Linked DNA regions of Zea mays: all the other regions are linked to region 2. Evidence: chromatin contacts called from public Hi-C data. All regions are on one chromosome and are shown on one strand. The core of a region is the stretch at or near the end of the contact, and the rest is flanking DNA. Distances in the headings are between cores, read along the strand shown. Region 1 holds the start of LOC100191874. Region 2 holds the start of LOC542562 (glycine-rich RNA binding protein). Region 3 has its middle 14 kb from the start of LOC111591222.

Region 1 (3,913 bases), core at 128-2,627, 480 kb before region 2:
TGTTAATATAATCGTTATTTACGCTTTTATGCATTGTTCTTTTGATATATTACACTTGTGGCATCAACATATGTGTGGAAATAGATCCTGGCACACATATGCTATGCACCCGGCTCTGCCCCTTAGAAACGGGTGTGACACTACCAGTGGCGGAGGTGGAGTCGGATGGCTTCGTATCTACAAAAAAACATATTACTTTCAATAAAAATTTCGGCAGCACCTCCCCTATATGGTGAGGTTTCTAAAACCTGAAGAGAAACGAACAACACGATGGGTGACATACACATTCACTTATCTAACTAGTGGTATGTAACTAAGTACACAAACTAACTAGCAACTTTGTACTAAAGTAAACAAAACTAAACTAAACATATTAAACAAAAATAAACTAACTATACTAAACTAATCAAAACTAAACTAACTAAGTCCACAAACAAGTACAAAAACTAACTAGCAAGTTTGTATGAAAGTAAACCAAACTAAAATATATACTAAACAAACTAAATAACTACACAAAACTAAACTAAATATACTAAACTTAATAACTAAAGTAAACTAAAATATATACTAAACTAACCTAGAGTAAAATTTGTAACTAAACTAACATTTATACTTAACTAAACCTAGAGTAAAGTTTGTACTAACCTAAACTAAACCTAGGCGTGCGACATTGACCTCAAGGAGACGAAGGTGCGACAACAAGGCAAGGCGACGTTGGCGAGGCGATGGCGTGCTTCCGGACCGATGACGTCGCACGTGACGGTCGCGTGGAGGCTCGTGGCAGCGCGGCGCTCGAGGGCGACGACGCGGGTGCTCGGGGCGGCGGCTCATCACGACGCTCGAGGCTGGCGTCGGAGCGGGGATCGGGGCGAGGCCTGCGGTGGTGAAGCACAAAGATTGGGCGGTAGCAGTGAGTGAGCGAAGGTGAGGGAGAGAATGGGAAGGAGGAGCTCAGTCCGAGCCTAAATCCTAGCCTCGCGCCAAGTTTTATGATGCCGAGCTAGGGGACCACGATGGTGTTGCGTTAGCATTATCCGCCAGCGCGACACGTACCTCGGTGCCACAGACTATGACGCTGAGACGTGATACCTCAACGCCACGGGCTGTGGCGACGAGCAAAAGGTCCAAAAACAATATTAATTCGTCCAGAAATCTAAACGCGATTTTTTAAAAAAAACTAAAATACAAAATATCCGGACATGGACACAACCTACTCGACCGAACAGCGGGCATATGGGCCAAAGCCCACCTGGCAGAGATCATGAGGGGGAAGGCCCGTCTAGCCCAGCCCAGCCAAGCCCATCCCATCCCCACGAGGACAAAGCAGAGCAAGGTCCTCCGGGCCCCCATAGCGTCCCGCAACCCTCCGGGCCCGGCGACACAAGGCAAGGAAAAAAAAGGATGGCTCTCCGGCGCAACGCCGGATCCCTCGCGCTCCGCGCCGCCGCCTACCTCCGCCGCCACCGTCCCCATCCTCCTCCCCCACTGGCCCTCGCCGCCCCCGCTCCCACTCCCATACGCTCCCCGCTGGCCCCGCCTTTCCGGCACTTCGCTGCTCCGCCTGGTACTCAGGTAGGCACCCCTCTTCGCTGCTGCCTCCGTTCACCCCGCCTTCCCTGCCGCGCTGCCTCGTGACCGTGGGCTTTGTGGTGACCCGTTCCGTCCCGTTTCGGTTTTGAAGACCAATAGGAAGCGAGGCAAGGAGGAGGACGATGCCAGCGCGGGCCCGCGCATGAACAACGCCATCGCCGCTCCCTTCGTCAGGCTCGTCATGGATGAAGGCCACAACATTCTCCCCCGGCATGAAGCCTTGCAGCTTGCGATCAGGATGGACATGGACTTGGTTGAGGTACACTGTCTTCCATTCCATATGCTTATCTTGGATTCATTTTTCTTTTCCCTAACCATAGGTTACATATCGTTATGACACTGTTTGAGTAATTTGATCCCTGCAGTTGCAGCCAATTGATGTTGCTTATAGTAGTACCAAATATTAGATACTGTGACATTACAGACATCGTGTTACTTATACGTACCCACTTCACATAATAAGCATGTAGTGCTGATGTATATCACACAAGAAATAAAAAGTTTGCTTGTAAAAGTAGAACACATTACACACATGCCTTTTGGTGTGATAGTCTTGTAAAATTATGTAAATGTGGATGACAAACTAGGCTCGTCACAGGTCCATATTATACAGTAGCGACCCGACAACAACCATGTGCCAGATTACAGAAAACAATTAGCAGCTTAAAGTACAAGTCAAGGAACTAACAAGAATATCTCTATTTTCTATACACAACTTTAGAAGAGTACTAACTTGCTGATAGCTGTGGTGATGCATACCATAAAGAAGATATATATACCATACAGGAGATATGCACATACTTATCTAACAAGCCTTCATGTAGGTTTTCTTTTCTTGTGAGCCTCTCCACATTTGCGGGGGAAGGCTCGCCTCAATTTATCCCTTCTCCAGACCATAATTTTCAGATCGCCTGATCGCATGATCGATCCCACTGGGCGATTAGGCGTCGATCAAGGCGATTAGTCGCCCCTGATCGACCCTAATCGCCCCCCTGGCCGTCCTGTGTATTCCAGGATAGTCATATATATAACACTATATATAGTATATACTATAGAGACTTGCAGTAGTATAAATAGTCCAATATTCAATACTTGAATAGTCCAAAACAGCAGTACATCCAGCTTACTAGATCAGTACAGCAGCAACAAGTTTATTCAATACTTGAATAGTTCATAATAGCACAGCATCAACAAGTTTATATGAAACCGCAAGTCTACAACTTACTAGATCAGTAGACCATGACCAAGAAGGCTTCAGATGAGGAGCTCATCTCCAGTCCCTATGTTCTCTTTTCTCCCAGGCGATGTAGAGAGAAAGGTGTTGCCGTGTTGGAGCCTTGGAGGGAGAGAGAAGGGTGAAAGGAGAGGGAAGGGAGCTGGGAAGAGAGAAGGGTGTTTTTTGATTTTCTCCCAGCCGTCAGGGAAAATGAAAAGATAGGTAGAGCTAGGGGGCTAGCTCTATTAATCATGGGCAGTCAGTCAAACAGACTGTTGGACTACCCGAGCACAAACTGGACTGTTGGGGCCAGTCTAGACTGTTGGACTACCTCTATTAATCGCAACTGATCGGCTCGTAGGCGATTAATCATTCCATATCGTCACCTAATCGGACGATATGGACAATCAGTAACACTAATCGAGTCAAATGCCCTAATCGAGCACAGAGAAACGATCAGCCTGACTAATCGTGATTAGTCGGATGATCTGAAAACAATGCTCCAGACCAAATCCATGTTGGAACTACCCTTGTGCTTTTGGGTGCTTGGTGTAGTAGTGACTGGCAGGAGCTGTCTCAATGAGTCACCACTCACCAGATCACGGCTTCGTGGTAGGCTCTCCGCATTTGCATGGGGAAAGACTTGCCTCAGTTTATCTCTTCCCCAGATCCCGCTCATGTGGGAGCCTCCGGCAGTGGGTCTGCCATGTGCTTTTGGATGCGATGTGGGATATTGACAGATATCGGATGAAATGCATTCTAGGAAGACCGCTTTCCTTGTATTTCTCCAAATGAATGTCCTGTCATTGTCAATCTAGAAGCGAAACAAGCTTGCTAGTGTCTTCTTATTATACTTACTAGGTATATGCCCGTGCGTTGCCACGAGGCGAAGGAGCGGGTGGATCGGCGCCTAGACTACAAATATAATTATTGTTTATTTCTAAACACTAAGGTAGGTGTGGTCTCGTGGTTAGCCCCAAATTTCTATAGCAAGTGGCGTGGGTTCAAGTGCTCGCTTTGCACTATTTTTTGCGCGCGCTACGCGGGCGCTGGACATGAGGGGTGAAGCTGTGGTATCATGATGACATGACCTACAATTTAACTCTC
Region 2 (3,946 bases), core at 1,252-3,751:
CCACACGAAGAAGATCCGGCGAGGAAGGACATCACTTGGAGAGGAGGAGATGGGAGGGGGGGGTGGCGGCTAGGGTTGAGGGGATGGGGGCTGCTGCACAAGAGAGAGGGAATTAGGGGGAGGGGATGGCGGCCAAAGGCTAGAGAGGGGGGGGGCGGCTGCACAAGGGGAAGGGAATTAGGGGAAGGGGCGGCTAGGGTTAGGGGGGTTAGTGGGCCGGATCAAGAACCACGGCCCAACTCGCTCACGCGTCAACTCCCGATCCCGGCGCACAAGTCTAACCAAAATTCTATTGTTTTACTAGCGAATGCTACCCAACAATTCCAAACTCCAAAAGTGCACTACCCAAACGAGAAGCAAAAAAAAACAAGAAAGAATAAACTCCAACTTCTCTTCTTTGCAAACTGGGTATCACATAGGTAATGGCCCGACGTGGAGGAAACAGAGGAGTTAGGCCGAGAGGATGATATAGGCTGTGCAGGCGAGGGTTTTTTCTTTTCTTTTCTATTTTCTATTTTATTTTCTATTTTCAATTTAAATTTAAATCTATGTTGAAATTCAAACACAAGTTAAATGCATCAAACAATGAACCTTAACATGATGTAGAGTAAGATTTTACCTTAGTTAGTTTATTAATCTATTTAGGAAAATGTTTCAAATATACAACACACATTATCCATTTTAAGAATATATTACTTTGAATGCGTAGTCAATTTAAAAGTTCATTCAAAAGTTCAATATTTATTACTTATTTGTTTTAAGAGAAAATACTTTCTAATGTATAATCTTTATTAAGAAGTACTTTTACTTTAATCCTTTTTAGGGAAGGTTTTTAAACACCTAATTCATAAAAGAATAGCTCCATCAATTAAATAGTTGAGGATATTTCTATTTTATTTCTCTTTGAGTTTGAAATTGAAGGTTTAAAAGTTTAAATCTAAGTTTTGAACTACCAAACTTTTAATACCACCTATTTATTTGTTTATTGTTATTTTTTTTGAAAGAGTCACTTTCAATATATAATCTTTCATCACACGACACTTTAATTTGATTTTTTTGGAAAACAACTAATAAACCTAAAATCAAAATTTTGAGGTGTTACATTTGTCCTAACCTTTCTAAAGATTGGTGGCATCTAAGGGATGTCAACGAGTTGAAACTCACGGGTATAGAGTTTACAAACCGTACCCTCAAGGTTAATAATAAACCCACACTTGTTACCCCACGACGAGTATAATATGTTACCTGTATCAGCTACCTATGGTGCCACAAACCTATAGATATACCGTGAGCACATAATTACATATTATATATATATATATATATATAATGTAGGTAAGCGGGTACACAGATATAAACTTTTCGTATCCACAAGAAAAATTGTCAAATTAAGAATAAAAAATGCACTTATATTTGAGAATATAGACTCACAATGAAACCGACACCCTATAACTATATTTAGATACTATAATATTTACTCTAACCTATCTCAATATATATAAATTAGATTAAGGAGGTGTTTGAATACACTAGAGTTAATAGTTAGTGGCTAAAATTAGTTGAGACATCCAAACCCCGTAGCTAATAGTTCAGTTATTTTCTATTTTTAGTAAAATAGTTAATAGTTAGGTAGCTATTTATTAGCTAGCTAATTTCACTAATGATTTTTAGCCAACTAGCTATTAGTTTTAAGGGGTGGTTGAATGCACTAGAACTAATAGTTAATTGACTAAAAATTATTAGTGAAATTAGCTAGCTAACTATTAACTAATTTACCAAAAATAATTAATAATTGAACTATTAGATAGGGTGTTTGGATGTCTTAGCTAATTTTAGCTACTAACTATTAGCTCTAGTGCATTCAAACACCTTTAAATATTAGAATATCTAAATAAGGTCTATAGAGTTTTTATCTATATGCATGCGAGTAAATTATGTGAGTGTCTAAATGTACTATAAACCTAATAGTTAGTTGTCTAAAAATTATTAGTGAAATTAGATAGATAATAAATAATTATCTAAATATTAACTAATTTACTAAAAATAGCTAATAACTAAATTATTAGCTAGAGTGTTTCCTTGTCTCAACTAATTTTAGTAACGGACTCTTATATGCATTCAAACACAGTACCGTTGGCATCTCGAGTGGCATCACCATCGCCAAGATGATGCCGTTGCGAGGAATCGCTTTCCGTGCCGTCATCTCGTCCGTTCGTTGTGTTGCGTGGACCCACGTCGTCGCCCAAGCCGGCGCGGGCCTATATGCTGGCAGCCAAGGGCAGAATCGGCATTTCGCATCGCCAGATATTTTCGATGGCCTGGCTTGCGGGCTGCTGCAGCGGCCAAAGATCAGCCATGCTGGGCCCCACCCCCACGCTTCCCATCGGCCTCGTCGCAGTCGGGGCCACCTGCTCCGGGTCCCAACAAGCCGTCCACAGCTGGATCCCCAGCCTCTATTAAAGGCGCGGCGGGGGGAGGCATCGTCCTCTCCGTGCTTTCTCAGAGGTGGGTTGGCTTCTCCTCCCCCACCGGTTCGTGTTCAGGTTCTGGTTCGTGGGCGAGAGGGAAGAGATGGCGGCGTCGGACGTTGAGTACCGTTGCTTCGTTGGCGGCCTCGCCTGGGCCACCGACGACCACTCCCTCAACAACGCCTTCAGCACCTACGGCGAGGTCCTCGAGTCGAAGGTCCGTTCAGTTCCATTCGTCCGTTCGGCGCGCTCGCACCAGATCCGTCCACGTTTCATCCAGATCTGTCTGACCTGCCTTTTCTCCCCCCGCAGATCATCCTGGATCGGGAGACGCAGAGGTCCCGCGGCTTCGGCTTCGTCACCTTCTCCACGGAGGACGCGATGCGCAGCGCCATCGAGGGCATGAACGGCAAGGAGCTCGACGGCCGCAACATCACCGTTAACGAGGCCCAGTCCCGCGGCGGCCGTGGAGGCGGCGGTGGCGGATACGGTGGCGGGCGCCGTGATGGAGGCGGCTACGGCGGTGGCGGTGGAGGCTACGGCGGTGGTCGTGGAGGCTACGGCGGCGGTGGGGGATACGGTGGTGCAAACCGCGGCGGCGGCTACGGCAACAACGACGGGAACTGGAGGAACTGAGCGGTGGGGTCCGCTGAGGCCTAGTTATCTTGTTCGCTTCTGCTACCGTGTTCACCCTAGTCTAGAGGGGGTTTATCTTCGTCTGTGGTCGTCTCGTGTCCGTATGTTTCGTTTCGTGTTCGTTGTTGTTGTTGCCCATCTGTGTTTTTGACCGCAAGCTCGCTCCTCTGATGTTGTTAGTGATGTCTACAATCGTCCAATCCCGAGCCTGCATTGAGCTCCACCGATTATCTTATCTGGCTATACCTACAGTTGTGCATTTGATTCGGACGGGCCTAAACCTGAACACGCCAATGTTAAACATTGTACAAACTACAAGTGCTCCAATAAAGAACACTAAAAGATTCAGGAAACACCTTCAAAGTCAATGGTGGTCTAGGCAACCAAGGATACAAGTGTACATTCGGGCCGTCCGACCTAAGGTCGAAAAGGTCCGGCACGTTTAATTTCGGCCGGGCTGGCCCAGTATTAATTTCGGGCTGTGCGGCCTGAGAATAGTAAAAGCCCGAAATACAAAAATGGCCCGAAATACACATTTGGGCCTGAAATACAAAATTGAGACTAGAATATAGAATCGAGCCCAAAATACACAAAAGCCTAAAATTAGAAATATACAATCAAATATGATCAAACTAACAAAATAGAAGACAAACATTTTTTGACCAAAACAAACTTAATATTATTAGAGCTGTGCAATGGCTGCCTCATTAAAAAACCCTTTGGTCAGAAGGGGAAAAGAGTGCAACCACTAGATGCAGTTCATAAGTTCAAAGTTCATTGTCCAAGTACATAACAAAAGTAAAATTACATCACAAGAAACATCTAACTACGACCAACACGAG
Region 3 (3,820 bases), core at 884-3,383, 460 kb before region 2:
GTCTAGGACGACGGATTGTATGATCATCCTCACAATTGTCTTGTTCTCGAGCCTCTAAGGACATAGAGATTACCAGGCTATAGGAAACGTTGTCACACCCAGGTTTCGGGGGCACCAAGACCCGGCCGCGAACATAATCATCAAGTGTGGTGGGACCAAGTCTCACACATATGATGACTTATGCTACATAAACGAATGTCACATCTTTACTATATAATAGGAGTTCTGTGTAAAATAAATAATTACATCATATGGAGACAACGATCTAGCAACCCAAAGTTGGCTGGTAGACGACGACCTAAACCTCTCACGAACTCATCACAACATCCTCTATGTGCCTCATCCTGCGGTACCTGTTCTTGACCTGTGGGGGGTGTGAGACAACAAGGGTGAGCTCACATACGTTCATCGCTCAACAAGTTGTGGGGAATAATGTGTATGAACTCGCCAAATGTGGGAGCTCAGGTTAAGTGTAAGGCTTACCAAAGAGGATGGTTAAAGTGGAGCATCGCTTTTAATGTTGGTCAAAATTTTATTAGTAGTTACTAAGTATAAGTAGATACCAAACCAGAGTAATAATATATCAAAAATAATAATAAATAACAATGCGATGCAAATGACAAATTGAATTTAATTCCATAAACTAATCATGCGAGAGTCCTGAGCTGCTCGCGAGCACGGCTAGTATACCAGTTTTACACTCTGTAGAGGTGGTACCCTTTACCCACAAGTCATGTCACTCGGTTAGCAAGGGGTCTAGAAGTCCCATTCACCTCTACCGAGGAGACGAGGCAGGGTAACACTACGAGGCCTTTACAAAGTTTCACTAGCTTCAGAAAACCCGCTACAGTTTCTAGTAAGAGCAATGCAGGAATCCCCCGTCTGACCGCCATCGCAGCAAAGTCAACCCGAGAACCTCCCTACACGCCTACTCCCCTACTGCCCTTGCCCCTTTCGGGTAAGATAGTCCTCCACTAGCTTTCCTAATTAGTCAGCCAAGGGCGTCCCATTCCACCCTTGTGGTGGCACGTGTTTCTCAAGTTAAGCTCGATGTTCCAATCAACATAATAACCTTGTCATGAACAATAATTAAAACCACAGTATAATTGGAACATGATCATAATGTAATATTGATCCCAAAACCATATATAGCAATAGCAAAGACTACCCAAAAGTTCAAGGGTGAACAAGGTGTAAAGATGACCAAACTAGGGTGACCTATTGGGTCCCATCAAAATTAAGCCTATGCATGCCAAAATGATTATAGAGAACATTATTGGGTAAATAAAAGTAATCAAGTGAGCAACTTGCCTTAGACTTGAGATTCCCAGGTACCAAGATGATCTTCAGATTCTCGTGACATCACCGCTATTCGTAGCAATTCAAACAAACATGATATAGGCAAAATTAACATCACACCAAACATAAGAACAAACTGTATAATAATACTCTAATTGTTGCTACGAGATCGTGGGTTTGAGAACTACTAAAATCAGAGTTATGGTTAAAGAGGTATAATTTTCGGAAGACCCACGTGATTAAGTAATTAAAACTAAGTCTTGTGTTGATTTTATAAAGATAATCTGAAAAAATAATTAATTCAACTTTAATCTTAATTATAACTTGTCTAGTGATCATATTTTAACCAAATTATAATTATGGACATTTTAGCTTTGATTAGAAGAGTTAATCTAGTAGACATAGGTTAATAAATATCTAACTATAAAAGTAGGCGATATGGTATAATTAATGTTGTCACTGTGTAGTAAATATTTATACGAAGCTAACACAACTTGAGTGGAGTAATTCAGAGTAAAAGTGAGTAAGTTATGCAATAAACAAGTTTTTAGGTTTATTTTATATTAAAACCGATTACCAGATTTATTTTATATACCTAACCGAATTGTTGAGCTGCGGCTAGGATTTCTTGGAAAAGTTCAGGGTCTAATTCACAATAATTCGGGACCTAAGTAAAATACTTTACTACTACGCGTGGACTGTGGGCTGTTTTATTGTTTTGCTCGGGGCTCTTTAGCAAATTTGTGAGCCGAAGGGGTATGAACACACCCTGGCCATGGGATCCTCAACCTACGGTGTGGATTAGATCTATCCCTAACCGAACCGGTACTAAACTGAGGCCGCCAGATCTAGGATCCACGGTCCAAAATTCACGATGACCAGATCCGATCCCGGTCGCTTACCCGTGATCCAACGATTCTAATACAACCGGTGAAGGGGTGTTCTTCATTTTGATCTAGGTCACCAACACAAAGATCGATGGCTAGGATTAACCCGGGCGAAACGTTATTTTTGACCTAATCCAGTGCGTCTATTTGGAGATCTAACGACTAGTCTTCTTTCTCCTACCTCAGTCTTCTACCTCCGGCAGCGCCCGCGTGACGGCGAGTGAGCAGGATGCGGTGGCGTGACTGCAGGCGCTCCGACAACTGAGTACCAGTGCATGCTACCTTTCTATAGCAAGTTCTACGCAAAGCGGATAGCGAATCAAAACAAAGGTTCCCTATACTTACCGGAGATCACGTCGTGGAGACCACATCATGGCGAGAGGCAGTTTGGCGGTGGTCTGAGAACTCCGACGAATAGTTCATCGAGAATGAGGCGGTATTTCCCTCGGTGACACGAGCGACAGCTTCCTCACGCACAAGCGAACACCATCGATAAGGGTCCATGGCGGCTGCAGCCCACTGTTCCTCTCCCAAACTCTCGTAGCATGCTTGGCTACCCCGGCGTGTGCGCAGGCGTATATGCGGGATGACCCCGAGGCTAATGCGCAGGGCGTATACATAGCCGACCCCAAGCTAGATGCCCACAGTGTGGCGGTTACAACGGCCCACGCGAATTGCGCGCCGCTCGGTCCGTGCTGTTCCTATCTGGGAGATGCCCCTGTAACGTGGGTCCCACCTATCATCGGACCCATGCGACAGCGACCAAGGTGAGCGACGCGCCTAGCGGGCAGGCACTGGCGAAGGGCCCCACACAGCAGTGGCAAATCCGGGCATGCGCGTGGGTGAGAGACGGTTGACAAAACGGCCCCACATGTTAGCCAACCAGGAGCAGGCAACGCACGCGGGGTGAGGCCGGTCAGCGGGCCCCGCCAATCGGTGAAACGGGGTGGAGTGGCTGTGCCACCCGGGTCCACATGTCGGCGACAGGGGTCCACTGTTGGGCCGCGCAAAGGAGGGAAAATGGGCCAAAAAGGAGGTTTCCAGCCCAGCAGGGTTTTATTCTCCTTTTTTCTTTTCCTTTTTGAATTTCTATTCCAAATCTAATCACAAATTGCAAATTTGTTCCTAATTCAATTTGATTTGGGGTTTGAATTTCCAGGTTGAATGCACACAAACAAAAACCCCTAGCATGAAGGCAACCATTATATTTTACTTATCTATTTTATCTCTTTAAGCATATAGATAATCTATATATAGGTATATAGATATATTTATTATTATTATTTTTAATTAGAAATCCAATCTCAGTATTCAAACATATATATATATATATATATATATATATATATATATATATATATATATATATATATATATATATATATATATATATACACGAACAATTCAATATGTAGGACCGGTAAGGCGACCAGAGGGGGGTGTGAATGGGAGCCAATCGGATTTTTGTCTCCAAACACTAAAAATTAACACTTTACTTCAATTAAGATGAAGTAACTGCACAAACCATAAACACATCAGCGAAAGACTGATCTCATGATTACAAAATGTTTCTAATACTCACATGAGACCAGCAAAACAAACAGATCGCAAATCGGACACCAAAAAGTCCAAAA

The links. A called contact is a pair of places that touch in the nucleus more often than the background predicts.
Region 1: a Hi-C map of leaf shows a contact between it and region 2, with 8 times the contacts expected there. The contact joins the promoter of LOC100191874 here to the promoter of LOC542562 in region 2. A contact is called at or near these places in 2 of 25 Hi-C or Micro-C datasets (bundle sheath and leaf).
Region 3: a Hi-C map of bundle sheath shows a contact between it and region 2, with 4 times the contacts expected there. The contact joins the enhancer-like site here to the promoter of LOC542562 in region 2. A contact is called at or near these places in 2 of 25 Hi-C or Micro-C datasets (bundle sheath and tassel).

What each region holds. Positions count from the first base shown.
Region 1 is chr3:109,666,092-109,670,004 of Zm-B73-REFERENCE-NAM-5.0, reverse strand. It overlaps LOC100191874, which reads left to right and starts at 1,377. Exons shown (of 7, transcript NM_001137298.1): 1 at 1,377-1,572; 2 at 1,682-1,849. The coding sequence starts at 1,402.
Region 2 is chr3:109,183,179-109,187,124 of Zm-B73-REFERENCE-NAM-5.0, reverse strand. It overlaps LOC542562 (glycine-rich RNA binding protein), which reads left to right and starts at 2,501. Exons shown (of 2, transcript NM_001112102.1): 1 at 2,501-2,685; 2 at 2,781-3,363. The coding sequence starts at 2,572. The coding sequence ends at 3,104.
Region 3 is chr3:109,647,249-109,651,068 of Zm-B73-REFERENCE-NAM-5.0, reverse strand. No RefSeq gene overlaps it. Among protein-coding and RNA genes, the nearest start is that of LOC111591222, 14 kb to the left of the region's middle. Within about 2 kb of position 2,133, at least 17 of the 20 cell types and tissues checked have an H3K27ac peak or open chromatin away from gene starts, as enhancers often do. A contact at or near this core is called in bundle sheath and tassel, where this site is marked.